4 separate regions of the Mus musculus genome follow, and all the other regions are linked to region 1. The links are chromatin contacts, called in public Hi-C maps. All regions are on one chromosome and are shown on one strand. The core of a region is the stretch at or near the end of the contact, and the rest is flanking DNA. Distances in the headings are between cores, read along the strand shown. Region 1 overlaps Gm39857 (a long non-coding RNA gene). Region 2 overlaps Gm50595. Region 3 overlaps Gm50595. Region 4 overlaps Gm50595.

Region 1 (6,202 bases), core at 2,509-5,008:
GTCTGTCTCTCTCTCTCTCTCTCTCAAATTCTATAACAAACAATCTTGCATTGGTCTTGTACACACACACACACACACACACACACACACACACACACACACATTTCTGGAGAAAGTAACCTAAGCAATAGAGTCTATGGGCTGAAGGCATGTAGAGTTTTTATTTTGCTGAGCTATTGACAAAAATTTTAACAAGTGACTTCAGCATAAAATGATGGACCCATTCTCCTTAGATGCTGCCCCAGCAGGGTATTATTAGTTGATAATTTCCCCCCCACTAAACAGTTTAAAAATATTAGAGATTGAAGAGATTGTTCAGTGTGTAACGTGATTACTGTGTAGCATGAGGACTTGAGTTCCAATCTCCAACAGCCATGTAAAATCCAGGTTCCAGGGCACACAGCTATCACCCCAGCATTGAGGGATGGAGATGGGTGGATTCAGGGGGCTCACTAGACAATAGACAGTCAATCTAGCCCAAACATTGAATTCTAGGCTCACTGTCTAAAAAAATAAGGCAGTGATCAATAGAGAAAGATAGCAGATGTTAGCCTCTGGCATCATGTACACAAATGGTGAGTACACCTTATGCCCATGCGTACAGCACAGAGAGAGAGAGAGAGAGAGAGACAGAGACAGAGACAGAGACAGAGAGACACACGGAGAGAGAGACAGAGAGAGACACAGAGAGACAGAGACAGAGAGAGAGACAGACACAGAGAGACACAGAGAGACACACGGAGAGAGAGACAGAGAGAGACACAGAGAGACAGAGACAGAGAGACAGAGAGAGAGAGAGAGAGGGAGAGAGAGAGAGAGAGAGAAATTAATAATGATAAGATTGGAATTTGGCTTACTGGTAGATTTCTTTCCTAGCATGTGTGAGGCCTTGGGTTCAGTCCTCACTATAAAAACAAACAAATAAACAAACAAAAAAAACCTCTAAACATTGATTTTATTTTTCATTCCCCCCCCCGCCCCCGCACAGCTTTCTTGACATAGAGATTTCTATCGCATCTGTTTTTCTTTCTTTTTTTTACTTTGAAAAATATTGTATTATTTTATTTATTTACATCCCATATGTTGCCCCCTTCTCAGTCCCCCTCACAGAGTTCTTCCTATTGTACTATTTGTGGGATTACTATCCATTTTCAAGAGGCCTGTGCATGCCTTAGATGTTAATCATGTTAATAATATATACATTGCAAGTGAGTCTTCTTGTTTCTGCAATGGTGACATGCAGTGCAAAGAGCACAGTGACACGCCTGTCCTTGTATCTAGTCTCACACTCCCATTCCATTTCCCTTGAAAAAAACAAAAACAAACAAAAATGCTTGAGTGTATGCTCCAAAATGTTCTATGTGCTTATAAAAAGGTAGTCTCTGAGTTTCTTTAGAGATCCTTTTTATACATTTAAAGGATAGCACACTGGATATTTGCTCTTCCCTGCGTTTCTTTGACTTAAATATACCCAAAATGTAATTCTATATCAGTTCGTAGACGGCCATGTTTGTGTGTGAGCATTTGTGTGTATGTATAGGTGCATGCAGACCCCTCATATACATGTAGAGACTGTTGTTTCCCGGGATCCATCCACCTTATTTTGAGATAGGAACTCTCACTGAGACCTGGGCTTCACACACTAGTCCTGGAAGGCTGGCCATCGAGCCCTACCGCCTTACCTGTCCCTACTTCCCCAGTGTTGTGATCACAGTGTGGACCATTTGAGTGCTGGAGTTAAACTCAGTCCTTGTGCTTATTTCATAAGTACTTCATCAGTACTGAGCTATCTCCCTAGTACCGTGGAGTTACTTCTTTTAATTTTTTTTTTTTATTGACTGTTAGGTCACATTTCTAACAATCCAGAATGTGATTAGCCACTTTCTTAGTAACTGACAGTTAGATTTGGTTGCTTGCAATTTTCTGTTATTAAAAATTGGGGTTTTTTTTAGCAACTATGCATATTATTTCATACATGTGCCAATATCTCTGGAAGACATAAAAGTGGAAGAACTAGATTAAAGACTTAGTCTTTTCAAAACCAAGTGTAGGCAAACCATGCTCTCTAGAGGCTGCCTCTCATAGATTCCCACTGTAGTGAACATGCCGCCTGCCTTGCTAAAATAAATGTGATAAAAATGGATAACATTCATTCCATATTTGCTATGTTCCAAGAATGATTTTAAGTTTACTGCTTTTATTTAATTTTTAAAAATCAATGAAATAAAATAACACCATGAACTTACACACAGCCTTCTTCCAGCTCTGATAACCAAGAGCCTTGGCCACATTGATAAAGCGTAGAAACTCACGCCCTCTGTCTTTTCCATAGCTGCCAGTCCCTGTGAACGCTAAGCACCATTCAATGTCATTCACAAATATTTGAAATACCAAGAATTAAAAAAATAAACAAAACAAAACCAAAAAAAAAACCCCACTGAATCTCATCATTCTTCCTTGAACATTGATAATGATTCTTCTAATCCTGTTTAATAATCACTCTGCAAATTCCTCTGACATGCTGACCTACAGCACATCTTTCCATACTTGGTTTCCGTGGGTCAGAATCCAAACAAGGTTTCATTCCGACTGCCATGGCTCTCAAGTCTCTTTTAGTTCCTAAGAGTCCCATTCTTCTTGTTTTCTCACCATTTATTTATTAAAGAAAAAAGAATCATTTGTCTTTTTCAGCTGTGTTTTATCTTTGTTTGTAGTAGGCTTAGGGGATTGTTTCAATGTTTTCCACCAAAAAAAAAAAAAAAAAAAAAAACCTAAATTTTATACAATCAAATTTCAGTTCCTTTTACTCTGTAGTGTGGGGTTTGTCTTTTAAAAAATAAAAGTCTTTCATGCTCCAAAAATATTTACGTATTTTTCTTATATGTTTAGAATTACTTTATTTACATTTTTTGGCCTTTAATGGCCTGGGATTTATGTTTGCGTATGGTGTGAGATAAGGATCTCACTTGCTTCACGACACAGCAGGTCCATTTTCTACCTTTCTGTTTATCCTTGATTTGCATCAAAACTACATTTTAGTGTCTCCGTGGATCTGTCTCCAGGGCTGTTTGATTACTCTGTCTATCTGATCTCACTCTTACACCACATTGTTTCAATAACTCCAGCTTTTTGATATGCCAGGCCATTGTTAAAATTTGTTTTAGATTTTCTTTTAAGTGCCATAAAATCAGGCTATCCAGAGCCCTCCCATGTCCAAACAAGAGTGGACATTTGGCAGACGAGGACCTGCGCTGGGGCCTGTGTTGTCCCGCTAGATAAAGTTTAAAGGGTAGATTTCCTTTGTTTAGAAAAAGTTTTATGAAGATCCTCCTCCTGTAAGCATCGCGTTCACGGTGTCATTTCAGGTCACAAGAGACTTTTTTTTTCCTTCTCTTTTCTTCCTTCATCCAGCTCCATATGTGTTGGGGCAGAGAAAAGCAGGGGTGGGAAAGACTTGGAAATTAGGATCTAGGAAAGGGGAACTCATAAGATCTGGGTTTACAAATTAAGAATCAGAGGGCCCAGAAGTGGGACGAGGACAAATCACAAGCCACAAAGCGCTTACTATTTGTTGCCCTGCTGGCATAAATGTAGCAGATTTAAATTCCGCAAAGAGCCAATAACTGAGTGGTTTGTCAGATACACGGTGATTCACTGATGTTTACAGCGTGGGGAGGATGGCGGCAAAGACTGTCCCGATCTGCACTCAGATGAGATTGAAACACTCTTGCTCCAAGGGAGGGAATGTGTGGAGGCTAAACAGAGACCTCTTTCAACCCTTGGAGAGGGTTTCAACCCTCCCTGTGAGAACTGCTATCCAAGGCAAACAAGTGCCTCTCTCACATCAAGCCTCCAAAGGTCTGTGTACAGCTTCATAGGACTAACTAAACAATGTTTTGATGTGGAACTCTAGAACCAAATAAAATGCTCTCCATAAGACATTAATATAGTGCACAGCATGACATTTGAAATGTAGTTGGGTAACTGGAGTTACACCGCACAGGGGAGGATGCCCATTCCAGAAGTCATTTTTGCCAAATTAAAAGCCCATTGCCAAGTGCCCCACCTAAATTGTTGGTCAGAAGTGTCCCGGAGACCTCCAAAACAATACAGGCTGTTGCCATTGCTCTTGGTTGCTTGCTAGAACTTGATGGTAAGAACCTATTGCTGAAGACTCTGGGTATATTGGTCACAGAGCATGGAGCAAATACCTCAGTTTCTTTCCCACTGGCTAGCTTTCATAGTACCAGAAGGTGTTGAGTAAGGTGCTGTGTACGCAGGATCATCAATAGTCCTATCCAGCTGTCAACTCTGTGAGCTACAATAATGACCAACATGGCAAGATATGCCCATGGGCACAATAGTGGCATGAATGGTATAGGTTAGCCAACTAGTTTCTAATTGTTATTAAGGCTTGTCCCACAGGAGGAAACATATGTACTATAAATCTGGCCAAGAATCCAAAGTTAGGGAGAGCATAAACGTTCATACCTACTACTATTATTATGCTAAATGGACGTATCAACATATCAAACTGCCGTGTGAGTGTGCCTGCCTCTGCCTGTAGTTTAGTGCAGGTGTCAGATCTCATGGAGAAGTTTCTTTGTGCAGAAACTCACAACTTGCCCAAACACAGTGAGTATCCCTGGAGTACTGAGCCACAAATGGCACATCATATCACACCCCTTCCCCAAGGCTCAGAGACACCATGGAAGAAGGAGAAGATAAAAAAGCCTAAGAGACAGAAATCAGGGAGGACCTGAGAACACACAGCAGCTGAGGTTTGCTTACACAAGATCAAGCTGGACCAATGTTCTAGAACGGAGTGGAAGGGGATCTATGAGCTCCTACCTGTAACAGAGGATCTATGGATAGCTGATGGTTGCTGCATTAGAAAAGATAGCTTCCGGGAAATGCAAATCAAAACAACCCTGAGATTCCACCTCACACCAGTCAGAATGGCTAAGATCAAAAATTCAGGTGACAGCAGATGCTGGCGAGGATGTGGAGAAAGAGGAACACTCCTCCATTGTTGGTGGGATTGCAGGCTTGTACAACCACTCCGGAAATCAGTCTGGCGGTTCCTCAGAAAATTGGACGTAGTACTACCGGAGGATCCAGCAATACCTCTCCTGGGCATATATCCAGAAGATGTCCCAACTGGTAAGAAGGACACATGCTCCACTATGTTCATAGCAGCCTTATTTATAATAGCCAGAAGCTGGAAAGAACCCAGATGCCCCTCAACAGAGGAATGGATACAGAAAATGTGGTACATTTACACAATGGAGTACTACTCAGCTATTAAAAAGAATGAATTTATGAAATTCCTAGCCAAATGGATGGACCTGGAGGGCATCATCCTGAGTGAGGGAACACATTCACAAAGGAACTCACACAATATGTACTCACTGATAAGTGGATATTAGCCCAAAACCTAGGATACCCAAGATATAAGATACAATTTGCTAAACACATGAAACTCAAGAAGAATGAAGACTGAAGTGTGGACACTATGCCCCTCCTTAGAATTGGGAACAAAACACCCATGGAAGGAGTTACAGAGACAAAGTTTGGAGCTGAGACGAAAGGATGGACCATCTAGAGACTGCCATATCCAGGGATCCACCCCATAATCAGCTTCCAAACGCTGACACCATTGCAACACTAGCAAGATTTTGTTGAAAGGACCCAGATGTAGCTGTCTCTTGTGAGACTATGCCGGGGCCTAGCAAACACAGAAGTGGATGCTCACAGTCAGCTATTGGATGGATCACAGGGCTCCCAATGGAGGAGCTAGAGAAAGTACCCAAGGAGCTAAAGGGATCTGCAACCCTATAGGTGGAACAACATTATGAACTAACCAGTACCCCGGAGCGCTTGATTCTAGCTGCATTTGTATCAAAAGATGGCCTAGTCGGCCATCACTGGAAAGAGAGACCCATTGAACACGCAAACTGTATATCCCCAGTACAGGGGAACGCCAGGGCCAAAAAAAATGGGAATGGGTGGGTAGGGAAGTGGGGGAGAGGGTATGGGGGACTTTTGGGATAGCATAGGAAGTGTAATTGAGGAAAATATGTAATAAAAAATATTTAAAAAAAAGAAAAGATAGCTTCCTTTAAGGATGTAGTTCCTGGTAAAGCAGCCATTCTCCAGTAGGTGGACCCAGAACCAGAAGTATATGGGCAACTCAAATTGG
Region 2 (6,202 bases), core at 968-3,467, 260 kb after region 1:
TTACTAAAGCAATCCTGTTCTGGAAAGAAGAATTCTGAAGATAAAGATAGGTTTCTGAAGGTTTTTGTTCTGTGTGTGTGTTGTGGTTGTTGTTGTTTTGTTTTGTATTGTTTTGTTTAATATTGAAGGTGTTTAGCTTTGAATTTAAGTGAAAATACTATCTTAGTGACTAATGTTAGATTTTTAAATAACATTTTAATTGGTTGGAGTTTTTCCCAATATCTACCCTTCCCTTTCATAAAACTGGCTTCTACTGAAACATCTTTATGGATTTAAAAGTGACAACAAATTTAAACTAAAACTCTAGTGTTTGAATGGTCTTTTCAGGTTAAATGCCTATCAAAATGTAAATAGATGATTTCTTCTCCAGCAAGATGAGATCGGGTTTTTAACCTGGCCAATTGCCCATATAAACAATCTTTAATATTATTTGGTCATCTTTTGGTAATTAAAATGGCATATCACAACCACTTTAAATTTATATCCATGTGACAAGAAAGTTATTTAAGGCGTAACTGTGGATAGAGGAAATGTCTCTTTAACAGATTCTTTCAGGAATGCATCTAACAGGAAGCAAAGGTTTTCAACGGCACATAAAAACAAGAAGCAGTTGAACAGCGCCACCCAGAGGTAAGAAGTATATTACATCCAGAGATGATATCGCGAACCTTACACTCACTCAGCCGTCCTTACAGCCACTTCCAGATGTTTCTCTAGTAATATATCAGACATTGCTGGCTCCTGGGTCTGTATTGAAATCTAACATTTTAGTAAGTAAAATTAAATGTTTTGCTGTAGAAAAGGTGCTTTATTTCTGCTTGTTAATTCCTGTCTTTTGAAACAATAAGCACAGGTTGAATAAGAGGCAACACGCCTTCCAGAAATGCAGATAGTTCACCCACCTTTCTTTAAGTAAACGAAATTATTAGGAAAGCCCATTTTAAAAGAATCACTCTGTCCCTACTCCACTATTTCCATACACCCCTAATTACTTTTCTGTCTGGGTTTGTTGAACTAATGCATATTTCTGAACCAAGATTATATACCATTGGAAGAGATCTTAAGAAATCCATTGAAAGCCTGCCATCAGCACCATAAAAAGAGGATTACATACATAAGAACCCTGGGCAAGTACAAAAAAAGGTACTTTTATTATTATTTTACAGGAACTATAAATTTGACTTTTAAAAAAATCTTATTTTGTGCTCAGGATATGGTGCAGGCAAAACACCAGACACACAAAGATACCTTTAAATTTTTTAAGAGTTATTTTGGCCGAAATCAAAATGAGCTTGCCGATCTGTAATTACAGAATCGGGGTACCCTTGAACCCAAGACAGAGATGCTGCTGCATTGAGCTACACTACAGGAAAAAGGCCTCGTGTTCCCCCACCGCCTTCAGCCAGCTCAGATAAACCAGCACAGGCAAGCTTTGCAGAAACGCGTAGAACCGGTCTCAGGGTTGCTCCTAAGCAGAGTTGTACGCGTGCGTGCGGGGTAACCCAGGGCTTTGGAGGCCCTGCGTGCGGGGTCTGTAACTGCGTTGCCATAGCTATCTGTCACGCGTTCCTGTCAAGACTCCCGGCTGCTGCTTTCTAATCGCCTGAGAAGCAGCCTTCCTGTGACAAGAATCAGGCTCCTCCGTTCTGATCTGCATCTTTAGCCTAACAATGAGAAATGGGTTTCCATAAACTTAAAAGAGGCAAAGAAATGATGCCAAAGCCATTACTTGCTGCTTCGGATTGGAAGGAAGACACCTGTCCCTTTTTAGACCAGTAATAAAGGATAAAACTATGACAAAGCCGTCAGCGTTTCATCTGGAAAATAAAGGGAATCAGCTGGCGCTCTCCTAAAGAAAAACAAAATGCCTTCCCCTCCCACTCTGAAATCTGCATCAGAATCTAGCCTCGATTTCACGTTGTGCTCAACCTTACAACATGAGAGAAAATTATACTGTCATGAAAACCAGTGCAGAAGGATCTCGTTCTTTTTAATGCTCCCCTCGTGTCTTTATCCCTTTCCTCTAAATAGCCATGGCATTGTCCACCTCAGTGTTTTGGTTTGAAGCCGCTTCAGGGGCTTCTGGTTTTGCAGCCTGCGGTTTGAGGTTGATCAGGCTGCAAGCTGCAGCTGTGGGAACCCCAGGCTTAAGGCATTTGGAGTTGGTCTTGGGCAAGCTGCCTCACCAGGGATAGCACAGCGCTCCCTAGCCTGGTTTAGAAAACCCACAGCATTACAGCGAAGGCCCATGCGCGCCACCTAGTGGACACGATCTGCCTGGGGTGTCATCAAGACATGGTGGGTTATATAAAAATCTGCAACCCCTATAGTTCGCCAATAAATACACTTTTCTTCATACTATAGTCAAACCGACGAGGAAGGGGACATATTTTAAAAGAAAGTGTCAAATGCATTAACTCACAAAAGCTTCAAGACTGTCTTTTCAAATATAAATATTATTCAGCCCTTCCTTTGGGGCTCAGGAAACCCGGAGGGGAAGAGGAGGCAAAAAGAGCCAGAGGGGTGGAAGATACCAAGGAAACAAGACTTTTAAACACAACAGGACTGGTGCACATATGAACTCCCAGAGATGGAGGTAGCACGCGGGGCGGGGCGGGGGGGGGGGGGTGTCCTGCACCAGATGCAGATGAAAGGAGGAGAGGACACACTCCACAGTGCTAATCCAGAAACTCTCTCCAATCTATAACCACTTGGAAATGAAAATTTTGTTTTCTCCAAGGAAGTCTCACTGGAGAAACAAACCACTCTTAAGGGCAGGCTGCAGTGCCCAACAGGAGAGGCCGACTGAAAAGGAACCCAGTGGTGACTTTAAGGTTCCTTGTCTCCTAACTCCTTACGTCAGAGCTTTTTTATTAAAATAAATAAATAAATACACCGGGTAGTGGTGGTGCAAGAAAAAGTTACTGTTATTTTATTACAATTAGTTTTACTTTATAGGTTTTGTGTATACACCATGGATTCCAGGTTTGCGGTTTTATGGGTGTGCCAAGAAGTGAGTCTCTTTGTCTGCAGCTGATTCTTGTGCCTTTTCTTGAGTTCTTGTGCCTTCTGTTTGTTTGTTTTGTTAGATTCTGATTTGTTTTTGTTTTATCTCATTATATTTTATTATTATCCCTTAGAAGCCTGTTTGTTTTCTAAGGAAAGACAGAAAGGGAGTGGACCTCAGTGGGAGGGGAGGAGAGGGGAGGGGAAAACTGAGAGAAATAGAGAGGGAGGGGACCACAACCAGAATACAGTGTATGAAAACTCTATCTTCAATAAGATTGTGTGTGCGTGCATTCGTGTGTGTGTGCGTGTGTGTGTGTGTGTGTGTGTGTGTGTGTGTGGTCTGTGTGTGTGTGCATGTGTGTGTGTCTGTGTGTGTGTGCATGTGTGTGTGTCTGTGTGTGTGTGTGTGTGTATTTGATATATATACATATACATCAAATATCAAAATGCTGTGTTACTTTTACCTTTATGGAGAAAGGGGAAGGTTCGTATTGACTGGCATGCATGAAGGCCCTGGGTTTGAGTCTCAGCAATGCACAGTCATGCCAATAATTTGATTTTTAACACCCCCCCCACTCCAAAAAAATAAGTCTTTCTTGTTTCTCCTCTTTTTCTGCACATTATTTCCTGGATGAAAGCACTTCATTTTTTTTTTTCTTAGCCAAGTTGTATAAGACCTCATTCAAATCACAGTCCCTAGGAAGTTCCTCAGACCGATCTGAACTCATGGGAGACTAAACCTTCTTTAAAAGTGTCACTTGTAAAGATTTCCTGATTGTCTCGTCTCCATGATCTCCTTGATTGGCTTCAGCTGCCTTCAAAGGCTTCTTCAATGTTGAGTGAGCAGCTTTGACACAGGTGACAGCCCTGTCGGGATAATATAAACACGCCAGCATCCCTTCCAAGGCACAGCAACAGCAACGCCCGTTTACGGAGCTCCAGAAAAGCCAGCCCTTTGTGCAGCAGGTACTGGGTCCTCAGCAGCCCCACTGGGTGCTCACAACACCTAAGCTTGAGAGATAGGAGCCTTAGTGACACGAGAAATAAGAAATAGAGCCGAGCTGGAACCCTAGCCCAGCTCCTGGCTCCAGAGTTTAGATGCCGAACACTTCATCTATCTTCTCTGTTGTGATTACGTGAACGCTGCACGTCAATCTTACTGCTGGTTGTATTCTATCTCAGTGCCTCCCTTTCCCGAAAACCAGTTACCAATTTATTCCCCCATCAAATTACTTTAGATCGTGGCTAAAGCTATTTGAGTTTGTTGGGAGCACTTCCCACTTTGTTCCTCAAAGGATGAAGTTACTACAGTCAAAAGATTTGTACAGAGGAGGGAAAAGAAATCACTGATGAAAAGACCAAGGTAGGAAACTATGCCAGCTGCCTTCTGGCTGAGCGCAACAGAGCGGTGCAGGGCTGTGGGGCGTGGGAGGTCCGGTGCCCACCGGTTCTTTTTGGTTTTTCGGCTCACCTGACCTCTTAGATAGACAGTCTGATTGGAAAATAAACACTCTTGCAGCTCCGCAAGCTTGGCTGAGGTAGGCAAAGCCACCTGCCAGCTTCAAATTCAGGAAAGGAATCCCAAGACTCTCAGATATTTGAAGATGTTTAAAATTGCTCTCGTAATGTTTGAATGCAGAAAGGGGCTTTTCAAAGAAGCAGGAGGCTTTCCAATAGCGAACCCTCAAAACAGCCCTGTGAGTCCCTAAGTCATAATAGGACAAGTGGTATTGGAGCTCATACAATGAACAAACCCCTCAGCAGGGACGAGAAATGCAGTGAGCAGGGCGTGTGGCCTGGTGGTAGAGAGCTTCGCTGGCATTCACAAAAGCCCTGAATTTGCTCATTAACACTGGAGGTAGGGGGAGTAAGGTCATCAATGGTCACTTCAAAATGCCTCAGGGGGAAAAAGTTTTGTACTTGACTCATGTTTTGGTGAAAGTCTACCAACTTTATGATGACAAACAGATTTCGGGGTCAGGAAGGAAGAGCAACACGGATCTCTGTCCTAAGCGAGGGAGGGGCTCAGCCATCAGTCTTGGATTCTCCCTAAAGCCCAGCTACTTAGCCACTGTGAGCCCCTCGCAAGTCCTCAGCAGCTCGGCTGTAAAAAAAAGAGAATGCTTAACCCTATGTCACAGGATCATCTCGAGGCTTAAACTTACTTACTTACTGTCGGGTTTCATCCATTGGATCAAAAGCAAAGGAGGAAATCACCCTGGGAAATAGAGAGAGAGAAAGCCCACAGGTCGCCAGCACTGTGGCCCCTTCCCACTCGTCTCTGGGTCACTCCTCGGCCCAACTGGCTTCTTTATTAGTCATTCACATGTGACTCCTCTAGAAAGAGTCGCCAGGGACCTTCTAGTCACCAAATTCAAGGAACGGGTTTTGTCTGCATCATTTGTCCGTGTCGCTTACAGACTCCTCCATGAAACTTCGGTCCCCTTGTCGTCTTCGATGTGCCGGTACTCCCCTGCCTCACCACTGCCCAGCCTGGCTTCTGCCACGCCTTTGTAATTTTTCTCCTGACCAGCAACAGTCTCCTAACCGGTCTTCTGCAAGATGGCCCCTCTGCCATCCTTTCCTCACACCACAGCCACGGTTGGTCCTGACACGGAAATCGTGGCGTCTCTTCCACAGAGTCAACACACCAACCCCCATTCCCTTCGGCTTTCGTCGCCTCATTCAGAGGCTTAAATTTTTCAGTTTCCTAAGGGTGGCAGGCAGTATGGTTTCGGAGGGTAAGAACTCCCGGGCTAAGAAGCAGCTGGTAGAAAAACCAGGCAGTACAGATGAGTCCAGTCAAGTTAGTGTTTCAGTGGGTGAGCATGAAGACAGACCAGACACTCAGAGGCCGAGCAAAGCAAAGTATGGAGTGAGGAGGTGGAAAGATGGCTCGGTGGGTAAAGTGCTTGTTCACTTTAATCCCCAGTATCTACTTAAGGAGCCAGGCACAGATGGATTCCCCTAAACCCCAATGCTAAAAGGCAGAGACATGTAGAACCCAGGGGCTCACCACCAGCCAGTCTAGTAGTCTAGTACAAACATCCAACTCCAGATTCAGTGAGAGAGACCAGTCTCAATCAATCAATCAGTCAATCAATCAATCAATCAATATGGTGGGTAGCATTAGAGGGAACCACTCTACTTGTACCTCTGCTTACACACACACACACACACACACACACACACA
Region 3 (6,202 bases), core at 1,849-4,348, 160 kb after region 1:
TATGAGAATCTACTAACCCTCTGAAACTGGGAGTCCCCAAGCCGCCGCCCCCCCAGTTAAATACCTTATTTTATAAGTTGCCCTGGTAGTGGTGTCTCCTCATAGCAATAGAACAGTTACTAAGACACCCAGAGGAAACCACACCAATTGTTTATCAATATGCAATGGTCAGCCTTGAAAATATATGCATACAAGTTACATTATGTAGATTGAGTAGATTATATTTAGGAAAATACATGTACGTACATATATGTGCATGTAACAGCAATGAATGGGAGGTGGGAAGGCCATGAATATGAAAGGGAGTAGGGCATGGTATATGGAAGGGTTGGAGGAAGGAAAAGGAAATATTACAATCTCAAGAAAAGAAAGAAGTAATGTTTTTAAGGTAAGAGGCCAAAATGTCATAAGAAGCACTCAGTAAACAGAAGTGTCGGCACCAATACAAGCACCTTACGTGAGTTTACACATCAATTCCTCATACTAACTCTTGGAGATAAATATACTTACTATTCCCCCATTTTACAGGTGAGAAAATTTAGGCACAGAGAAGCAAAGTGACTTTCCCAAAGCCACACAGCAGGTCTTTGGAGTCCACTTGTTAACTATGGTTCCTCCCTGCCTCGGTCAGTTCCCCTGTACCTTTCTGTGATACCACCACAACTATTTAGCCTAATAACTACAGACTAAGCTATTAGAGGTTCAGTGATTCTGTGTTGAACTATGAGTCATTAGGAGTTAATAAAACTGCATTTAACATCCAAAAGGGTTGCATTTATAAACTGTTTTCATTTTTCCTATAAAAGCCCGCATATTCTCAGAGCATGAATATAGGAGATTACCCAGAAGCCATCTTGTCTCTGACCATGTGCCGTCTTCACGTGCGTCCTTGCTTCTCCTCCACACAGGCATGAAAGGTGACATTAACCTCCACTGCTTACCACACGGGTCACAGCACTCTGCAGAGAAAGTGACAGCTTTCACAGGAACACTGAAGTCACTTCTATGCTGTCCATCACTCTCAGATTTCCTCAGCAGAGTCCCCGGTGCACAGGTTGATTTGCTCAGTGTGGTCCCTAGCAGAAGAGGAAACTGAGAACTCGTACAAGGCTCTGCAGACGATGTGATTACATAAAGATATAAGAAAGGATATAAGACTCATGCCTTGTTTATGCCGGTGGCTGCTTATCAGACTGAGGGCTGGGTGTGCAATCCTGATGAGCTGGCTCTGTTACCCCATCCTGTGGCCCCCCTCACAATCTGGCTCCTTAGGCATGGAAGGTACTGTGGTGGGGAACCCATAGCGGGTGACCTAGACACAAGCAGGAGCAGAGTTGCTGAGGATGTAGGAGTTCTTTCTGCCAGCTGTGGAAACCACAAAACAAGAATGGTCGCAAGCTCTTCCAGAAGTAGAACAATGGAGGATGCAGAGAACTCAGCCTCTGAACCTTGCAGCAGAGAATTTGCCCTGCTTTGTATCTCCTTGGCTCCGTGGTAGGTGGACGTGGGGAGCTGAGAAATTACTTAGAAAAGGTGGCCTCTTTGGTTGCAGGACAGAAAAATCAAGCTGGAATGGACTAGGAAAATTCCTCCCCTCTAGTTAACTTCCACAGCACTGGAAGGTGCTCTATAGATATTGAGGGAGAAAGTCATCAATGGACTCACCCATCAGTGGACCCTGCATAGCACAATACCAACCTGCCAGATAAGATGTGCCCACTGGTGTAGTAGTGGCGTGAGTATTAGAGGAGTAACCAACCACTTCAGCTTGGCTTTGGACCCTGTCTCATAGGAGAGAATTCATTCCTGGTATCTATAAACTTGTCAAAAGCCCATGGTTTGGGAGTTCATAGACCTTAAGAGAAAACCTGCCAGCTTTTTTTTTTTCTAATTGGGCATGCTGTCAAATTGATTTCTAGATATTTGTGTCTATAGCCATATATTAGTGTTTCTCTCAACCTGGGTCAGAGATGCAGTGGACATCAGTCAATACAGAGACTGAGAATAAGTGACTATCGAGCACTCACCCTTAAGTCGATCAATCATATCAATCTCTCCAGGGTTCAGAGAACAACAGGGAAGAGAGAGCAAAAAGAATGTGAAAGCCAGAGAGTGGGAGGGTCCTGTGAGATGCTGTCTGCTGGACTGCAGGATAACTGTCATCAACTCCCAGCAACTCTGGTTACCTGAGCAAGATCAAATCACTCCACACCCCAGCAGACATGGAAGAAGGGCTAGAGAAACCTTGCCCCAACACAGGAGCTATTAGCAGTTGACAAGCCACACTAAGGTGTGGCTGCTGACAGGTTGCCCATGCTCCTGAGAATGACCTCACTCGTGCACCCAGGGGTAATCCTAACTGGACTCAGTAGGTTATAAAATGAATGGAAAGGACATAAAGGTAGGAAGAGGACATGCTTGGAGCTCTGGGGAGAATGGAAGGAGGAGTTAAGAGTGGAAATAATCAAGATACATTGGATTGGGGGTGTGGTAGCACATGCCTTTAATCCCAGCACTGGGGATGGAGACAGAGGCAGGCAGAGTTCAAAGTCAGCCTAGTTTCCACAGTGAGTTCCAGACAAGTCAAAGCTACATGAGACCCTATTTTTAAAAAAATGGGGGGGGGGAATGCCTTAAAAAGGTATCCTTAACAGTAACTGATCAAAATAGAAGATAAGATAGGGAAAAGTATCATAGAATAGACATGAACCCAAGCCAGGTTTACATGTTGACAGCAAATCTAAGTGAAATTCCTAATTTCCAAAGGAGGAAGATTGATGCTACAATGAGGTGAAGCCAGGGAAATAACAGGTTTTAAACCTTAACCCAGGGGCTCAGCTGATGACAAGCAGGCATCGGGAAGGTTCAGATGACCTAAATTGGAGTGGGAGGGCACAGGCTTCTCTATCTGTCCTCTCTTCATGGTGGCATGCCCACAGATCTCATAGGAGTCGGAGTGCATAGATTGGGGGCAGTTCATGATCCTTTGTCTCATAATGTTTGATCTGAGAAGCTTTTATGATACTTTACAGTACATAGTAGTTAAGTTGGACAAATATTATGACCACAGTAAAACACATTCTTATCACTGGAACATAAATCAGTAATTGCTACATTGTGAGGGAGTTCCCCCAAGTCCAGGGACACTGCTCAAAGCAATGAGGGAGGGGGGGGTTGTTTAAAGGAGAAACCAAAGAGCATCAACTCTCAGTTGAAAGCAAAACACCACAAAACCAAAACCTGTTCCCTCCAGGGCTGCAGTGATGCTTTGCAAAGCTCTCAGAAAAAGCTTTTCTCCCTAAGCCAACACACACACACACACACACACACACACACACACACACACACACACACAATGCCACCTAAATAAGCCTATTAAAAAGGACTCCAGTGGAGACACTGATTTGCCATAAACTGCAAAATGCTTCGGAGCTCAGCAGAGACTGGCTCCTGTCACACACAGCCTGGCAGTGGCCCAGCTCCACACCAGTGCACACTTTTCCAATTACAAGCTGAAGATTCCTACGGGGACTCAGGACTCTTGTTTCAGTCTTCCAGTGCAGGAGAAATTCTTCATGGAAGAAAGTGCCCATGGCTCAAGTTCTTCAAGCTCTGTAAAAGAGAGACCTACAGTTCCCACAACAGGGAAGATTCTCTTCTGTTTTCCTGGTTTTTTTTTTTTTTCACATCTTAAATTCTGCAAATTCTTGAAGCAATGGAATGAAAGTTGAATCCCCTAATGATGTGATAGGCACTCCTTATTTATTGACTGTTTGGAACAGCAAAGTCTAAACATTTGAGGCCAGGCGAAGTGTTCACATTCTGTTCTTTCCACAGCTTAGGGGTGAATACATAAAACCGCTGAAGGCAATTGAAGAACTTTAAAGGAAACCGGCCACAGGTGGGGGTGCTCTTGATTAAAGACAGACAAAGTCATGTATTAAAAGTGGCTAGCTCAGGCTGAGTGCACCTACCAGTAATCGCAGAACTCAGGGGCTGAGACAAAAAGATCATGAACTCAAGCCCAGGCTGGGCTATATAACAAGACCATATCTCAAAGAAAAAAAAAAATATATATATATTCTTTTTTTTAACTCTCATTTTTAAAGGATGACTTAAGACTGGGCCAAACTGGAGGTGATTTTTTTAATGTTCAAGAACATCAGTTACCCTCAAAGTTTATTTTTCATTTATTTTCTAAGTCCTCTTTAGTGAAAAATTGGTACATGTGAACACTTGGCCTGTGCCAGCCACGGCATTAAGAGCTCACTCAGGTACTCGATTTTATCGCCTGTCTTCTAAGTAAAGAAACATAGCTTCAGATGGTATCATACAGATGCCCAGTGTCAGCCAGCTAATAAGAGGTAGTTGAAGGACTTGCAATCTGGGAGTTTACTGCTATGGCGAGGGGCTACCTTGGAAAGCAGCAGCAGGAGATGCCTTTCTGCAGGGCCTCTCTCCACTTTGCTACTGAGTCAAGACAAACCACAAGTTAGTTAGACTCATGAGCATTGGCCACGTATGTACCTCAGCGCCTGCGCCATTGTAATTATCCCTCTCAATTACAGAAGGCATGGATAAGGAGGGCACAGGGGGCACCATGTTTGTCCTTGGCAATGGTAACTTGTTCTGCTCTGGCTAGGCAAGCCATGCCCTGACATTAGCTAATGCAGAGAGCTTTCCAGGTCTTCGGAAACGGAAGTTATTGTTGACTTTCTCAAAAGGCCCATCAAGAGCCATCTGGAAGGATCGTGTTTATTTGTGGGTTTGTTGTTGTTGTTGTTTTAATTACAGCGTTGACAGTGTCTGTCATATCGGTGTGCCCCAGACAATCAGTGCAGCCTCCTGCTCCTCGTGAGAATCGCTGTTGTGAAGTGCAGTCAGTGTGGAGCGTTGACTTCAACCTCCTCTCAAAAGCTTACACAGGCTTTTAGGTTTTCACAAAGGAAAACGTTTGTTGTTTCCATTACACATAAGGGGAAATGTGAGCCAACAGTTACACTCACAGCTTTCTATTTACCCATGGAGTACTCAATTCAGGGGATGGGTCCAAGGAAGCAAGAGGTTGTCATACTATCTCTTCTACACTGCTAAGGGAAAGAGAGAGAAGGGGAAGGGGGAGGGGGAGGGGAGAGGTGACAGGGAGAGGAAGGAGGAGGGAGGGGGAGAAGGAGAGAGACCCTAATTCAGTAATGATTTTTTTTAACTTACATTGCCCAGTTGCAAGTCTTCCACCCAACAGAGAGTTAACAATATATAACACATTCTCTTTGCCCCAATTACTACAGAAAAACAAAGCAGAAAGCTAAATCATTCTCAGGGCAACCTGCAAAGAGGAACTCAAATCAACCTTGGAAGGAGTGCCTGACTCTGGGTTTAAACTAATTGCCATGTAAATTAACAACAACAAAAAAAAGAAGAAGGAGGAGGAGGAGGAGGAGGAGGAGGAGGAGGAGGAGAAGACCCATCAGCAAAGGAGCCCCCAGCAACCTAAACAACATCGAGCCTGCTTCTTCAGACAATAAAATGCCAAAGTTGTTCTTCTGCTGTCAGCAAATGATGAATACATGTGGTACCGATTATTTAATACCATGAGACCACCAGGGAAGAAGATTTAGGTGAACTGTAGCAGAACTGTGCCATTTATTTTTATTACCATGCATTAAAAATTACGTTTACAGATAATTGTTTTTCTCCTTCCAATAAAGCAAGATTAAAAAAAAATCCAGAAGAATATTTAATAATAGTGGACCACCAGGGAGGAATTTTAAAAGTTGATTTTTTTTATTGAAAAATTAGATTTGCTTTTTAAATTTTTTTTCCCAATTATTTTTAAGTGCAATTTGTGAAGGAATCGTTCTAAACCGGGGCAGTAGGATCAGTTTTAAGCTGGGGTCGGGAGGGGGCTGTCTCATGGATTGTTTCTTCTTGACAACAGTCATCACGTAACCAAATCCCTCCTCTGAACCTCCAGGTTTCAGATATTTGTCAAACATTATATTTTACCATCGGCCCCACTACGCATTCTCCCACATTCCTACCAGCATCCAGATCTGTAAAACACCTCAGATTAAACGAACTCGTGAGAGACTGGAGGTGGCTCAGGGGTTAAGAGCACTGGCTGTTCTTCCAGAGGACCTGGGTTCAGTTCCTCACAGCACATGGAGGCTCACAACTGTCTATAACTTCTGTCCCAGGGAGA
Region 4 (6,202 bases), core at 2,084-4,583, 140 kb after region 1:
CTATTATAAGCTTGCCTTCAAACTACACGAGACAATTATTCTTAACTCTCTCTAAATACCAAAATAATCATGCACAAATCTTTTAAAAATGCAAAGGCAGCAGTGTGTGATAGCATGGGCTGGAATCCCAGCACACAGGAAGCTGATGCACGAAGAACACAAGTTCAAGGCCAGCTTCAGCTATAGAGCCAGACCATGCCTCAGACAGAAAAAAAAGAGAGAGATCGAGAGAGAGAGAATTTGCTGCTCAAATGCCAGCCCAAAAGGACTAGTTCAGAATCTTCAGCATTAGGGATCAGCAATTCTTACGCTGAAAGTCCCAGTGCCCAGCTGAGGTGGGAGTCCCTGGTTGGCAGCCACTGAGCGGGTGATTCACAAATGCCCAGTGGCTCCAGCAGCAAAGATTTTGAGAATTCCTCTCCCTGGACATGGTAGGACTCTGATTTCCTGAAGCATTTGCCCTTGTGAACATGTCTGACAATTGGTCTAAAGGCAGCCTGCTCAGTCCCACTAAGAGGACTTCCCATTTCTAGAGAGATCTTTTACCATTTTAAGAATAGGTGTATAGAGAGGAATTCGAGGGAGGAAAAAGAAAGGGGAAGTGAATTAATTATATTTTAATCTCTAAAATGGTTTTAAAAGAATAAGTAAATAACCAGGCAATGATGACATTCACCTTCATACCCAGGACTCAGGAGGCAGAAACAAGTGAATCTCTGAGTTCAAGGCCAGCCTGATCTACGGAGTGAGTTCCAGGACAGCCAGAGCTACTGAGAGAAACTCTTGTCTCAAAACAAACAAGCAAACAACAAAAATAGGTATATAAGAAAAGCAAGACGGGCCTTTGGGCCTCCATCATTTAAGTTGAATTGCACCAATGGTCAAAACATGACAATACAAAGTCATTCATTATTGATTCTAACTAAAGCCAAGCAATGGGCATGATTGACTCCATTGGAAGGATCCAAAATGATCAAGAAAGTAGTAGCAATGTGTGAGGTCAGGACATCACCCATTCACCCACTTACATGGCTAAGTTCATAGTAATTAAAGGGATGTATGGATACTAGATACTATCTATAATGTTTCCACATACACTTACTATCTGCATAAACAAATATGTGTCTTCAAATCATAAGGTTTCATAATTGAAATTATTCTCAGGAATGCAGGTCTAGAAAAATAATAAAACACATGGTCTCAGGTTTATAAAATGTTGGCATTACAACTTACTTTAAAGGAGTTTTTTTTTTTTTTTTGAGGTTTCAGCTAACATCTGGCAGTGAATATCAATGCTGACCAACTACCCACAGCTGGTATTAATAGGATAGAGAAATGTTATGTTTCCTGGTTAAAATGTCCAAGCCAAAAATGATTCTCGCAAGCAAACTGGGCTGCTAGAAATTCGACCTGATGGATTAGTCGGTTTCACTTTTCTATTTCCGGCCTATGAAGATGGATCCCGGGGCCAGCTTTCACAGGGAAACGTCTTATTTAAATGTTTAAAACCAGAGATGCCTACCTCTGGCTTCCGCCATCGAAATGTACGATATTTGGAGAGGACACTCCTTGGTCATCTCTAAATGCACCCACAGCAGCTAAGACAGGAAATCAAGACCTCAGACCTGGTATTCAAACTGGCTCTGATCTCACCGAGGCCTTATTGTTGTCCCAGCACTAGTGAGAAGAACAAAAAACTAAAGAACAATAGCCAAATCATTGTTCTCTCTAGTAATAAACCTTGTTTGCCATACATAGGCCAAATTCATATGGGATGCTAATGGTGCATCAGCCTTGAAGACGGGCCAGCTGTTTAGCCAAAAAGAGAAGAACTGAAGAGATAGGGTCTGCAGGATGTCAGCACACAGCACAGCTACAACATCAGAGCACCCCGGTCTCCTCTGTTTATGTGGCTTACCTCACTTTCCCAGAAAGAGAACTCTTTATAAGGAGTCGGGGTTCTTTCTTTGCCTGGATAGCGGGGCTGACCTTGAGCCGTGAGCATCACCTGGAATATAAATGCCTCACTGGCCTGGGGCGGAACCCTAAGGACTCTCCTCCTTACATAAATTTCTCTTCCCCTTCCTGAGCAATGAACTTCTACTGCAAGAAAAGCCCATACCCTCAAGTCACTGAGCTTTTTATACACAGCATCTTCTTCCACTTGAAGCAGTGTTGCCTCAGTGAAGGCCCCTTCCCCCACGTTCTCATGGAGGGACCGACTTGACTCTGCACCATGGAGCTGTGTGCAAGGAGTGCACCTCTCTCTCCCATCCCTTCCCCTCCATTCTCTGCTCTTCAGTCTCCATGTGACCCTGAACAATAATCCTATTACATCCCTGATCTCTCTCCAGGACGTTCATCTCCATCCACCTTTTTAATGGCATTGTTAATGATTTGAAGGGAGTAAATCACAGTCAAGATAATGGCTGCAAAAAATTAATAGACATGATTTTTATGATATAATATACTAGTGTACTAATCGTGAGAACAGTTAATTGAAAAGCACTAAATATTTTATTATCCATTCAGCATTCTGTTTATTCTTTCTCCCATTCTGAACTTTTTACCTATTATTCTTTCATAATTTCCCATAAAGGAAAACTGCAGAGTAAGATAAAGGGGATTCTAATCTCTACATCTAATTACAGAAATGAGTAAATCAGCATTTAACATGTCATAATCTTAAGAAAAAGGAGCAAGGCACAATTCAAGGAGAAGCTAACGCCCTAAGCTTGGGAGAAATCTAATCTAACTGAAGAACTGTTGAAATACCCTTTTTAAAAAATGAATAAATAAATAAAACAAAAATGGAGTCCTTTTTTTTTCTTTCTTCCTAATTCTAGAGAAAGATTATCCATAATCATTCTCATAAACAGTATTTTCAATGAACTGAATTGGTTTTTACTGGGTTTTGTGACTGTGGTCCTGTGCCAGGGAAGGGGCAATGCTGGCCTCTCCTTCAACCCTGTAGCTTTAGCCTCAAGAAGCCCTGGTCTGACACAGAGTGCACAAACAACATCGTGCACAACTCTGGAATCCTGTCCCCTTTAGGACTGCTGTGCATCCATTCGCATAATTCTCCCCAACTGGAACACTCGCCTTTCCACCATCAGATACCAACGCAACCTCCCCTCAAGCGAAGCCATGCTAGTTTCACATCTAATAAATTCCAGTAAAGACTCAGCACTCAGACTTGACGGTTAGTTTACAAAGTGGTTGGATTTTGTTTTGTTTCTTGGATTGGGAAAGAGGATAAAAACCATCATACCGTATAAATTCTTGAAACCCAACAATCCTCTACCCTGCTCACTATCATCATCTTCATCTCTGAGGAACCGAGATGGCAGGCTTCCAGGCTGAGTCCACTCATGCAGAGCTGGCTCCAAGCTCCACTGTCAAATGCAAAGCTTCCCTTTGATTCTTCGGCCCTCCCTCTTGCTGGCTAAGCTCTCATTCGACAGACCTCCCATCACCATCTCCCACCCTACCGGAAGCTAACTCCTGCTCACCACTATCCCACCCACTGGACCATGGCTTTCCCTATCTGGGATTCTTAGGGACTAAAAAGAAGGTGATTGTTGGAATTTCAAGCTCCGGAAGACAGTCTTTCGTTCCTAAACCCTGAACCTAAAAGAATTTCAGAATTATCTAGGAGCCTGTTACATGTACCAACTCTAGGGTCTGTGCTACAGAGTTTAGGTTCCCTGAAGAGCAGCCAGAATCTGCACAAGTGATTTATCACCCCTCAGCAGGGACTGTCAAGGCGTCTGGGATCATCCCACAATCTCCCATGTGAGGCCCTTCCCAAACATGGGGGCGTTTTTGATGCCTGGGATGGGAACTGGAGGGGTTAATTTCCTAGAAAAGGTAGAATCCATAACATGTTCATGACAGAGAAAATCAATCTGTGGTATTAGCCATGGCCATAGATTTTACTAAACAGCATGCTACCTTCAACTCAATCAGCTGCGATCCCTCCAAATTAAGATGTTTGATCAGCTAATTGTATCAAGAAAGAAAATGGCATTGGCTCTTTGTAATTTTTTCATTACTATAAAAGGCAGGATTTATAGGTGTGCATAATGGTCTTTTCTTTCCTTCCCTAGAAATCAGAGTGAACACTGGCCATCTTCTAAACCCAGTTGGCTCCTAAACTACCTACTCTGGCTAGGATGGCTGGACAGCGAGTTCCCGGGATCCACTTTTTTTTCCTGCCACATTTGTACTGAGGTCATAGATAAGCTATCATGCTCAACTGTTTTTCTCCCCTCTTTGCATGGAGTCTGAACTCAGCTCCTCAGGCTTGTGTGGCAAGAAACTTTACTGACTGAGCCATCTCCCCAGGCCCCTGAAAGGAGGCTATTGCTCCAACCCCACAGCTCTCCCTTTCAAAGGAGCCTCTTTTAGCATCTATAAAAAGGGCCATCATGGCACCTAACCTGCTGAAAGTGACACATTAGGCCCCAGGATGCCTCAAGGTCTCTTTCAACACTTTGGTCTCAATTCTGCCAGCCCTCTCCAATTAAAGATGTCTGATGCAAATGAGGATGCTGTGGTTCAAGTGTGATTGATTTAAGGGATTTTTTTTTATATCATAGTAAATTCCTATCTCAGTAATAGATAATTATAATGCAATTAGACACATTATGATGATAAATTAAGACTCTGATCATCTGAACCATGACAGTTGTTATTTGTTGAAGAAATAATGGCAGTGAGTTTCCAGATAGCCAAAGGTGGTTAAGCACAGCTTGGGTGACCCTTGAGGGGTTGGACAAGGGGATTCAAGTATTGAGTGGCTATAACTTATACCCTCAAGGACTCTTTCCAACCTTAGAGTCTCATCCTAAACACTACTCATTATTACAAGTGTTATTAATAACAATCTGTCTCTTTTTTGCTGAAAGATGCATCCTGAAAATTTATATTCTAACAAACCAAATCATACTTCATTTTCAATTACTGTGATCCCACTACTCTAAAGGAATGGAGATGCCATTGCTTTGAAACCAAGAGAATATTCATTGATGTGGAATAAAAAAAAAAAAAAACTCATTTACCTACATCTGGTTTTTTCTTTTCAAGATGTATAGACTTGAACAATGAAGAGAGATTTAAACTTTATGAGAAGATAAAGTTATACACTGCAGGGATTGAAAGGGTTCTTGTGAACCCCACCCTGAGATGGTTTGTATCACTCAGCCCAGGGAGCGGCACTATTAGAAGGTGTGACCCTGTTGGAGTAGGTGTGTCACTGTGAGTGTGGACTTTGAGACCCTCATCCTAGCTGCCTGGAAGTCAGTATTCTACCAGCAGCCTCCAGATAAAGATGTAGAACTCTCAGCTCCTGCCTGCACCATGCCTGCCTGGATGCTGCCATGTTCCCCCCCCCCCACCCTTTCCTCTCCCCTCTCCTTCCTCTCCTACTTCCCTTCCTTTCTTCTCCCTACTTTCCTCTCTTCTCCTCCCCTTTGCTCTGTTGTTATTGTTGTTGTTGTTGTTGTTATTGTTGTTTGAGACAATAGTCATCAGCAATAGTCTCATTCTGTAGCCTAGGCTGATTTAAAACTCACTATGTAGACCAGACTAGCTTTGAATTTATCTCCCGTTCTAGCTTTGCAGCAGTCACTTCTCACTTCATCATCCTTGACTGGATTTAACCAAAAAACAAACAAACAAACAAACAAACAAAAATACAAAAAACAATAATTGTGCACAAAATATATAATACACAGTTATATGCAGATGGAAAGTAAGAATCACAATGTTTATAATATTTTCAAGCGAGCAAACGCTGGGGAATTGACATGCCTCTCTCTTTTATTCTTGGAGATGTCTATGAGCACACTGAACTGGCACCTCCCAGCAAACCTCCTGTGCGGCAAAAGCAACATCGAAGAAGAACAGATGGACAGATGGGAGAGACGATCTATATCTACCCACAGAGGATTCAATTTAAAGAAAGCACTGACATTGAATTGCATGTGGAGTAGAGCTACCCAGTGTCGTAAAGAGCTGGCTCCACTGCCGTAAACTTGAAACACTTCCTACACCTTATGCTTGTCCACACGCCTGGCTCCCTGTAATTCACTGGCCTTTGTATCACCATGATGCCTTCTGTTTAAAATTCATTGGTAAACAAAGCAAAGAGCCCTTCCACAGACCTGGATCAATACCTTGAATCTCTCTAGAAGACAGA

Evidence for each region. Hi-C and Micro-C count contacts between places; a contact is called where the count stands out from the background.
Region 2: a Hi-C map of uterus shows a contact between it and region 1, with 4 times the contacts expected there. The contact joins two enhancer-like sites. A contact is called at or near these places in 36 of 484 Hi-C or Micro-C datasets (the AtT-20 cell line, B cells, the C10 cell line and 19 more), 9 of 115 datasets of contacts at active chromatin or transcription factors (the NIH/3T3 cell line, bone marrow-derived macrophages, embryonic basal ganglia and 6 more) and 1 of 9 other capture datasets (embryonic stem cells).
Region 3: a Hi-C map of uterus shows a contact between it and region 1, with 5 times the contacts expected there. The contact joins two enhancer-like sites. A contact is called at or near these places in 8 of 484 Hi-C or Micro-C datasets (embryonic stem cells, nephron progenitors, uterus and 1 more) and 1 of 115 datasets of contacts at active chromatin or transcription factors (double positive thymocytes).
Region 4: a Hi-C map of uterus shows a contact between it and region 1, with 1.6 times the contacts expected there. The contact joins two enhancer-like sites. A contact is called at or near these places in 5 of 484 Hi-C or Micro-C datasets (the G1E-ER4 cell line, nephron progenitors, uterus and 1 more) and 1 of 115 datasets of contacts at active chromatin or transcription factors (double positive thymocytes).

The regions. Positions count from the first base shown.
Region 1 is chr2:75,330,748-75,336,949 of GRCm38.p6, forward strand. All of the region lies in intron 3 of Gm39857 (a long non-coding RNA gene), which reads right to left. Among named protein-coding and RNA genes, the nearest start is that of Gm32927, 26 kb to the right of the region's middle. Within about 2 kb of position 3,759, at least 5 of the 459 cell types and tissues checked have an H3K27ac peak or open chromatin away from gene starts, as enhancers often do. A contact at or near this core is called in uterus, where this site is marked.
Region 2 is chr2:75,588,159-75,594,360 of GRCm38.p6, forward strand. The region is part of intron 2 of Gm50595; the gene reads right to left. Among named protein-coding and RNA genes, the nearest start is that of Gm39853, 22 kb to the right of the region's middle. Within about 2 kb of position 2,218, at least 17 of the 459 cell types and tissues checked have an H3K27ac peak or open chromatin away from gene starts, as enhancers often do. A contact at or near this core is called in uterus, where this site is marked.
Region 3 is chr2:75,488,868-75,495,069 of GRCm38.p6, forward strand. The region is part of intron 2 of Gm50595; the gene reads right to left. Among named protein-coding and RNA genes, the nearest start is that of Gm39854, 17 kb to the right of the region's middle. Within about 2 kb of position 3,099, at least 13 of the 459 cell types and tissues checked have an H3K27ac peak or open chromatin away from gene starts, as enhancers often do. A contact at or near this core is called in uterus, where this site is marked.
Region 4 is chr2:75,471,333-75,477,534 of GRCm38.p6, forward strand. The region is part of intron 3 of Gm50595; the gene reads right to left. Among named protein-coding and RNA genes, the nearest start is that of 9430019J16Rik, 30 kb to the left of the region's middle. Within about 2 kb of position 3,334, at least 7 of the 459 cell types and tissues checked have an H3K27ac peak or open chromatin away from gene starts, as enhancers often do. A contact at or near this core is called in uterus, where this site is marked.